2 separate regions of the Drosophila melanogaster genome follow, and region 2 is linked to region 1. Evidence: chromatin contacts called from public Hi-C data. All regions are on one chromosome and are shown on one strand. The core of a region is the stretch at or near the end of the contact, and the rest is flanking DNA. Distances in the headings are between cores, read along the strand shown.

What was found. A called contact is a pair of places that touch in the nucleus more often than the background predicts.
Region 2: a Hi-C map of the Kc167 cell line shows a contact between it and region 1, with 1.9 times the contacts expected there. A contact is called at or near these places in 5 of 107 Hi-C or Micro-C datasets (the Clone 8 cell line, the D17-c3 cell line, the Kc167 cell line and 1 more).

The regions. Positions count from the first base shown.
Region 1 is chr3L:17,666,979-17,671,028 of dm6, reverse strand. Crtc (CREB-regulated transcription coactivator) reads left to right here and starts at 1,795. Exons shown (of 2, transcript NM_001300172.1): 1 at 1,795-2,922. It also overlaps sncRNA:641.
Region 2 is chr3L:17,965,592-17,969,641 of dm6, reverse strand. Eip75B (Ecdysone-induced protein 75B) reads left to right here. Exons shown (of 8, transcript NM_001259893.2): 5 at 135-279. Among named protein-coding and RNA genes, the nearest start is that of lncRNA:CR45921, 14 kb to the left of the region's middle.

The DNA of each region.
Region 1 (4,050 bases), core at 546-3,045:
TAATTAAATAAAATATGACTACCAATATATTATTTCCTCGAATCCAATGCTTCGAATTGTTCCTGAGAACCCCTAAATCGAAATTAACTTCAATTAAGTGTCCAAGCTCATTGGAAGAGCTTACCCACTCTTTATGCCATAAAACGTGCTGTAGGAAAATGTTTGGACAAAAAGCCCTAGTAAAGGCAGAGGAGAAATCGGCTTAAGCCCACCCACTGGCGCCCACTAATTCATTTCAATAATTGAGCACCTTTTCGTGGCTGTTTTTTATGGGAGGAAGTGGGCTAGTGGGCGCTCTATTAGTTTTGACATTCATTTGACAGTTTGATGAATGAATTAAGCGCACAAAGGGCGCAAATATTTATGAAAGAATTTGGAATAAATGCACGAAACGAATGGTAACAGAGAAGTTTAAGGAACAAGGAAAAAGGCAAAAAAGGGGCAAATATTTTGAATAGGAATGAAAGAAAAAAAACAGGAAATGTTCTGAGAGATTTCTATCGCTTGCACACAATTTACCTAGTACCTCCTACTTCTTCCAACTTCTCGGCCTTATTCTTGGCCCTCATTTTTATTTCTCCATTTCCTTGTCGGCCCTTAAATGTCTTCGTAACCCCGAGGCCGCCAATTTGCTACCAATTCCTGCTTCAAGTGTCTGCGAGAAGAAAAATTTTCTCCATTCGCGGGAACGAAAGAGAAAAAGAGAGCGTTTGGCAGATTCGTATCGTGGAAAACAATTTTAAATGGCGCACACAAAATGCCGGAAACCAGACACAAAATGTTAACGGAAAGGGAAACAGACGTTTACACACACACACAACAGACACCCGCACGCACACACGCGAACGCAAAAGCCCATTTGAATGTGTTGGTTGATGCAATTTAAGCGCCCAAAAACGAAATCCAAATCATTTTTGATGATTTATCTTAGCTTCTAATGGGCATATTAAATTGCATTTCATTTTATATGATTGCTCCGCTCATTTAATATGATGGATTAAGAACTTTTGAATTTAATATACATTAATTACGCTTGCAGAATAACTAATGCAACCACACAATTTGCTTTGTCAAAGTCAACAAAACGGAGAGTTTGAGACAGCATATTAATAATAAAATTTGTGTATGCCTTTTTAATGTAAGTTATTTATTTCCATGGAATACAACACATATAATAAATGTAAATTATATAATTACTATTTAATTATATCAAATCAATATTTATTTTTAAAATTCCGTTGCGAATCTAAATTAGCGGAGACACCATACCATATATTGGACTAAATGACAAGACACCTTACCAAGCGACTAAAAGTGAGGACTCGAACCGATTGCACGGCGATTAACATCGAAACCCAAGATATAATATTTTCAAAAATATATTTCCCTTTAAAAAAACAAACGTTCTGTTTATTCTGTAAATATATATACCTTACATACAAATGCAGTAATCTGATTAATACTGACAATTGATAATTAACTTATGTTACATATCATATTGGTTTAGCCCACTTTATCTTTCATCAGTAAAAAGTAAACTTTGATTAGTTGTTACGCTCTTAGCTGTATTTTTTATTTAATATGATGCACTTAAAAAATGACTTGAATATCATATACGTGCATTTAAATAAAGTAGAAATGACAGCCCTGGCTTTAAATATCTGGTGGAAATTCCCACACATCACCTGTTCGCTGTTCAGCAATGTATTTTGTCTCAACCAAATTCTGGCCACACTGCATGGCTGCCAATTTCAAACTCGATAGCCGATATCTTCCTAGTATCGGAGAACGATGGCCCCGATAGGTTCATACCAATACACCTCCTGATATCGAAGAAGCAGAGGAAAATATGAGAAAAAGTGGAAAAATAACAAAACAAACGTGGAAAAAACGTTGAAAAAGGCGACGCGCAATTGCTGTACAAGTGCACGACTAACACGCGATTAAAACGGCGTGCGAGGAAAAGCGGAAAAACCACAGAACAAAGCGAAAAAGTGAAGAGCCATCACAGCGACGAAGATGAGCGAAGAAGAAGAAGCAAGGCAGCAGCAGCAGCAATAATAAGTTGTTCTCTGTGCGAGTGAGAGAGTGCAGCAGAGCAAAATAGGGGCATAAAAAACGCGAAATAAACGAAAATAAGAATACGAGATTGCTGCGGAGTGAGTGTGCACAACAGTAGAAGTCCCGTTGCCCGCAAAAATCCACAGTCCCGCGTGTCAGTGTGTGTGCGCGCGTGTGTCCGTGTGTTGGTGAGCTTTTCCATTGGTGTGCGAAAAACAAAAGCCAAAAAATCGGGGCAAAGAATATATAGAAATCAAGGAAATGCAATATAGAATCGGCCGACGCCGCCGCTTTTGCTGCGTGCTGTAATCCCAATTGGACACCCAATTAGAGGCACACTCGTCCGCCTAGCAGTGTGTGTGTGCGTGTGTCTGTGTGAAAAGAGGTCAAAGGCGCAACGAAAGTTTTTCACTTTTCATGCGGTAACCAAAAAAATAGCGCAAAAAGTGCCAACCAGCTGAGAGCGCAAAATAAAAAAAAAACAACGTCGCAGTTTTGCGTTAAAACAATAAACCTCTCGAAGTGTGCGTGCGCGTGCGGCTGTGTGTGTGTGTGTAAGAGCGAGTAGAAATAACACAAAAAAAACAATCAGTTGTTAAAATAATCCCCCAGCAAACCGATTTTTGGATTTAACAACTCTCGGCTCGCAAACAACTCAAAATCAAATCTGGTTTTATTAAGCGACGCAAAAAACACAAAAAAATAACGCAAAAGGTCATAACAATAACAACAAATAAAAAGCGCCAAAAACTTAATTCTTCTATATGAGATTTTAATCAAGCAAGAATCCAATTTGCATAGCACAAGAGCGACAGAGAGAGCAAGAGATCCAATCGGAGTTAGCGGCGAACGAGAGAGAATGTAAGTTACGCCCTCGCCCGCCCCCTCTTTGCAGTTCGTTTTGTTTTTGCCGCCTCTTTGCTTCACACACGTTTCTGCAAATCGCTTTCCCCCTCCCTCTTAGTTTTCTTTTCAACTGTTGCGGTTGCGCCGCGCGATAAATAAACAAACATCGAAATTATTCAAAAATTCCAAGGAACGCGAGTGGCTATAAAAAAAACTGCTGATAAGGGTTTCCCAGGAGTGTCTCCCCGTGTCGAGGGGAGAATGATAATGGGAGAGAGATATGGAAGGATAAGTGGGGAGAAGAAGGAACAACGAGAGAACAAATGGGCCATTCACACTCAAAAATTGGCACGGAAAGAAAAAATAACTTACTTTTTGTTTCGAAATATGCTGACCAATATAATAATAATTCCATAAAATTATAACATTTTATTTTGAGACCTTTAATTGTGCTTAACAAGCCAAAGATATATTTCATTAAATACCATTATTTTTAAAGTTTTATGTTCGTAAATTAACAAAATTATAATTAATTTGTATTCAACGTGAATAAGTGGGGCTTTACAAAGTATAGTATTGTTTATCTGTTCTTATCAAAAAATTAACAAAATTATAATTCATTTGTATTCAACATGAATAAATGTGACTTTACAAATTATAGTATTTGTTTATCTGTTCTTATCGATTAAATATACAGCTGTTTTTTCCTGTGGTAAATGACCACCATTTTTATCGGCCGCAATATATTAAATAATTATTAAATGTCATTATCGATTCGTGGGAATATTTCCGCTTTGCCCAACAGCACCCCTCCCTTTGATTGCCTACCCCCTAAAAAAAAGTCCAGTCCCTCCCAAAAAGTAAAGTAATATCTACCTTTGTTTAGTTTGAGGCGTGCTCGGCCTTTTTATGGCCGCAATTGCCGGCTCGTCCAAAAGTGTGAGCCGCATTTAAATCTCTTTGCTCCTGCATCGCGTTTTAGCCATAATGGGCCTTACACTTCCGATATCTGCTTGGATTAGTCATCGCATAGGGTTCTACAGAGATATAGAGATGGTCACGAAGTGGGACTCATTTGAATGAGAATGGGGGTATCTCATTTGGATATTGATAAGCAAACTATGGGTACATTTTTATCCGTAC
Region 2 (4,050 bases), core at 1,087-3,586, 300 kb before region 1:
AGGTTTAGAGAGTGGGAATTATAGCTTAGTTTAGCTTACTTTTAGACATCTAATAGGCCACCCCTATACATTTATCTTTACCAACATTGATGTTTATAAGTGGCTAATTTGTTCTATTTTTTCAATCGTTTCAGGGATTCTTCCGCCGCTCCATCCAGCAAAAGATCCAGTATCGCCCGTGCACCAAGAATCAGCAGTGCAGCATTCTGCGCATCAATCGCAATCGTTGTCAATATTGCCGCCTGAAAAAGTGCATTGCCGTGGGCATGAGTCGCGATGGTGAGTACCTTGGGTTCTTTTCTATGCAAATATCAAATAAGGGAGTGGGACTGATAGAACGGGCCAAATTAAATCAAGCTCAAACCAATGCTAGCAGTCACATTTGCACGATGGGAGCCGACTGGCACACGAAGTGCCTTCGGCTGCTCGGAGTTCAATGACCAGCCGTGAACGAAATGAGTATGAGTGTGAGTGTGAGTCTGAGTATGAATGTGGCGGCTGTATTGCAACATTTCGCTTGGCGCGATTTCATGGCAAAGTAAAAGTTGTCTATTTTGTTAAAACAATTTCCCCGAGCAACAACAAAAACCACCCGCATGATAAATTGAGAGCAGGCTGTCGGCGAGAAGTGTGCGCCATTTCGAAATGGTGTTAAAAGTTGAATGAACGCACTTAACCCAAATCCATAATGGAGACAGCAGAGCGAGGCCATCGCGTCTCTCGCGCTATCGCCATCTCTCTCCTTCTGGGCTCTCCTCTCTCTCTGTCGCTCTTTTCGTTACGCTGACTGCATTTGTTATTATTGAGTTTTGTAATAATTTGTTTAAATTAAGCTCACAGCCCGGAAAATATTTACAGGAAATAGCCAGCGATTATGAAAGCACATCACACACACACGCACACAAACACACTCAAACTCTCTCGCACTCTCTTTTCCACGTTCATTGACTTCTCGCTGGGCGGCCATGTTTGCTGTTTGCAGTGAAAACGAAAACGAAAGTGGTTCATGCGTGTGTGTGTGTGTGTGTGAGGGAGAAAGATGGGGATAGAGCGGCAAAGGGAGACGGGGATACGCTGTTTTGTAGGCAGCACGCAGACGCGGCCTTTGTGTAAAATATGTAGTATTTGTTGGTGCCTTCGATGTTGTAATTGATGGATTAGATTTTGATATTTTTCGAATGTGGAGCGCGCGTGTGAGGCAATGGGAATGTAAAAAATAGGCAGACACAAAATAATAAGCTATTTACATCATTATTGTGCTTAGTATATGTTTGTCAAATTGTATTAATCAGCAAAGCTTATTGTCTATAAGGAGCCACAACGCCTGATTATTTTCATATTTTTCCCAAATCATCCCCTCATTAATGTTGACTACTAGTTTTATGCTTTTGCTTACCACCACCAAACATTAATGGGCTATGCTGTCACCATTTAAATGCCATCGTTAATTAGCCACTAACCTAGAGCTGAGCGCAATAATTTTTTAGCAAATCCTTGAACTAGTTCTGCGCCTAGAGCAACCTAAAGCTGGTGCCAAAAATAAGTCATGTGAACCGAGCAAAAATTCGACCGTCAACCAAATAAACAGCAAACTCGAACTCGGCAACAGCAATGAAATGAAATGAAATGAAATCGAAAAAATGAAAGAAAAACAAAGAGAAAAGGCAAACCAACAAATTTCGAATTGTTTATAATAAAAATGACCGTGTGCTATTTAAGCGACGGCGACTGCGCTGCCGGTTGCCTTATCTTTCAAGGAAAATTAAAATAAAACGCACACACCAAAAACACAAAACTAAAAAAACAAAAAAACACAAAAAAAACATCGAGGGCCGCTGATGAACAATTTACAGTTATAAAACAAGAGCGACTGACCTAGAAAACGCCACGAAATAATAATTTATTTTTTGTTTATTAAAAATCACGAAGAAGACGTTGCATACTTTCACTTTTTGGAAAAAACCAAACCAAACCAAAAAAAAAAAACTTGGAATATAATTGGTGGCCATTTCGAAACACTTTCTTTTTCATTTCGTTACATTTCGCCTGCTTTCATAATTTCTTCGCCAGTAATAGGCGCCATTTTGTTGGCGTTGATGTGGTTTTCTGTTTTTCTTTTTTGTATTGCAAAGACACGAAAATAACGCAAGAAATGAAAACGAAACCGAAATTTAGCGCACACAAGCGCCCCCCTTCCCCCCCCCCCCTCGAAAAAGTCAAATAAAATACGTCCCAACAACTCAGCTCAGTTCATTGACCGCCGCTGACGTGCAGCGAAACTGGGTCACCATTGGCAGCGCAGCAGCAGCGCAGTCGCACGGCAGTGAAGGTGGTTGCGTCTGTGTGAGTGACTCGTATCTGTGTGAGCGCCGATAGTAAACAGCGTACAATGTGCACAACATAGTGCAACACTCGTCGTCGTCGCTCAATTTCGCTGCTCATTTTGCATTTGATTTGGCGGATTTGCTTCGAAATTTATTAGTTCGCCGTGGGCTGGCCAAAAAAAAAAAAAGAAAAAAAAGTGGAAACAATAAATCGTTGGATTTTTCTCGCCATACGCGCATATTCCATATATATTGTATTTATTTGTGGTCGCCGTGCTTTTCCTTACTAGCCGAGGCACATGCACATGCACACATGCTGGCTTTTAATTGAAATGAACTTAAATTAGCGCGAGGTTAGGCAAATTGAAAGTAAATATGCGACACGAACGAGTATCGCGATAAAGCCCGCGAAAAAAAGAGGGGTGGAGGTCGATCGAAATATGCTTGGAGATTAGCCGAATAGCAAATATAACTAACTAGCTATGCTACTGTATTTTATATCTCTTGTACATATATCTCCCGATCAAATCGCTGCCTGGCAACTAAGCGTGAAGCACATAGATAACCGCACCTAGCCAGCTACCAACATGCACAGCAGCAGCAATTAGTTGCTGGTGTGTCCGTCGTCCCAAAGGCACATAAAATAATCAAACAATTGTCAATTATCGAAGGCATAGCATTTTTTCCATATAGACACACATAAATATATACATATATATATAAGCGAGCAACTACGACACGCTCGTTGTTGCTGTTGTTGTCGCAATCATTATTATTTTGAGGCTACACACACACACACACACATAGCAGCAATGGCAACAGCATGCATGTAGATTTCGCCTTGCCTCGCCGCTGCGAGTGTTTTGAACTTTATTCAGGTCAATTACAAATACATTAAAGTGCCAGTGCTACACACAGATACTCATGGCAAGCTGTTGACTAAAATAATATTGGAGGCTACACAAAATTTACAATAACAACGAGAACAAGGCGGACAAGGAGACCAGAGACCAGAGACCAGATACTAGAGACCAGAGACCGAAAGGCAAGGGGTTGGGCCTTTGGTAGGAGTTAAACACTTGGACCAGTTCAAGGAGCCTTCGACTCGGCTCATGAGAGTGGGCGCGTTAGTGGGCGGCGCTGGAAACAGCTCACAGCTTCAAGTACAAAATGCTAATGATGACGATGTGGGTGAGGTTCTACATTGAGGTGGTGGGGTCGGGTACTTTGACTGCACTATTAAGGCGGTGAAGGTTTTTGTGAGGCAATCGAAAAGGTTGAGCAGACTGGCTAAAGCTAAATAAGTATGCCGAAATAGAGGATCATCTAAAAGCCTAATGTATTTGGTATGTTTTTTAATCAAGCCAGTACTTTCTGGTAATTTCTTTGGGTCCAATTACTACACTGCTTATACAATTACCTACTATCCATAAGTGAAATCATTTCACGCGTGTCATCCATCGCCGAAAAAAAAGGGAGGATAAAAGCGGCAGAAAGAGAGCAGCGAAAGAAATGCTTCAGCAACGGCAGCTGCTTGACAACTTGAGTTTTGGCCGCCTGCTGGCGCTTCTTTTGCTTGCTTTTTTCTTGGCTTTGGTTACATAAAGTCGTTGCCTGCCTGCCTGCCTTCACCTGCCTCACAAAAGGCAGCCACAAAAAGTTGTTAACGGTGAAATTGCGAAGAAAAGAGCGCCAAAAGCAGCGAATCGAAGAAAGAAACGAAACG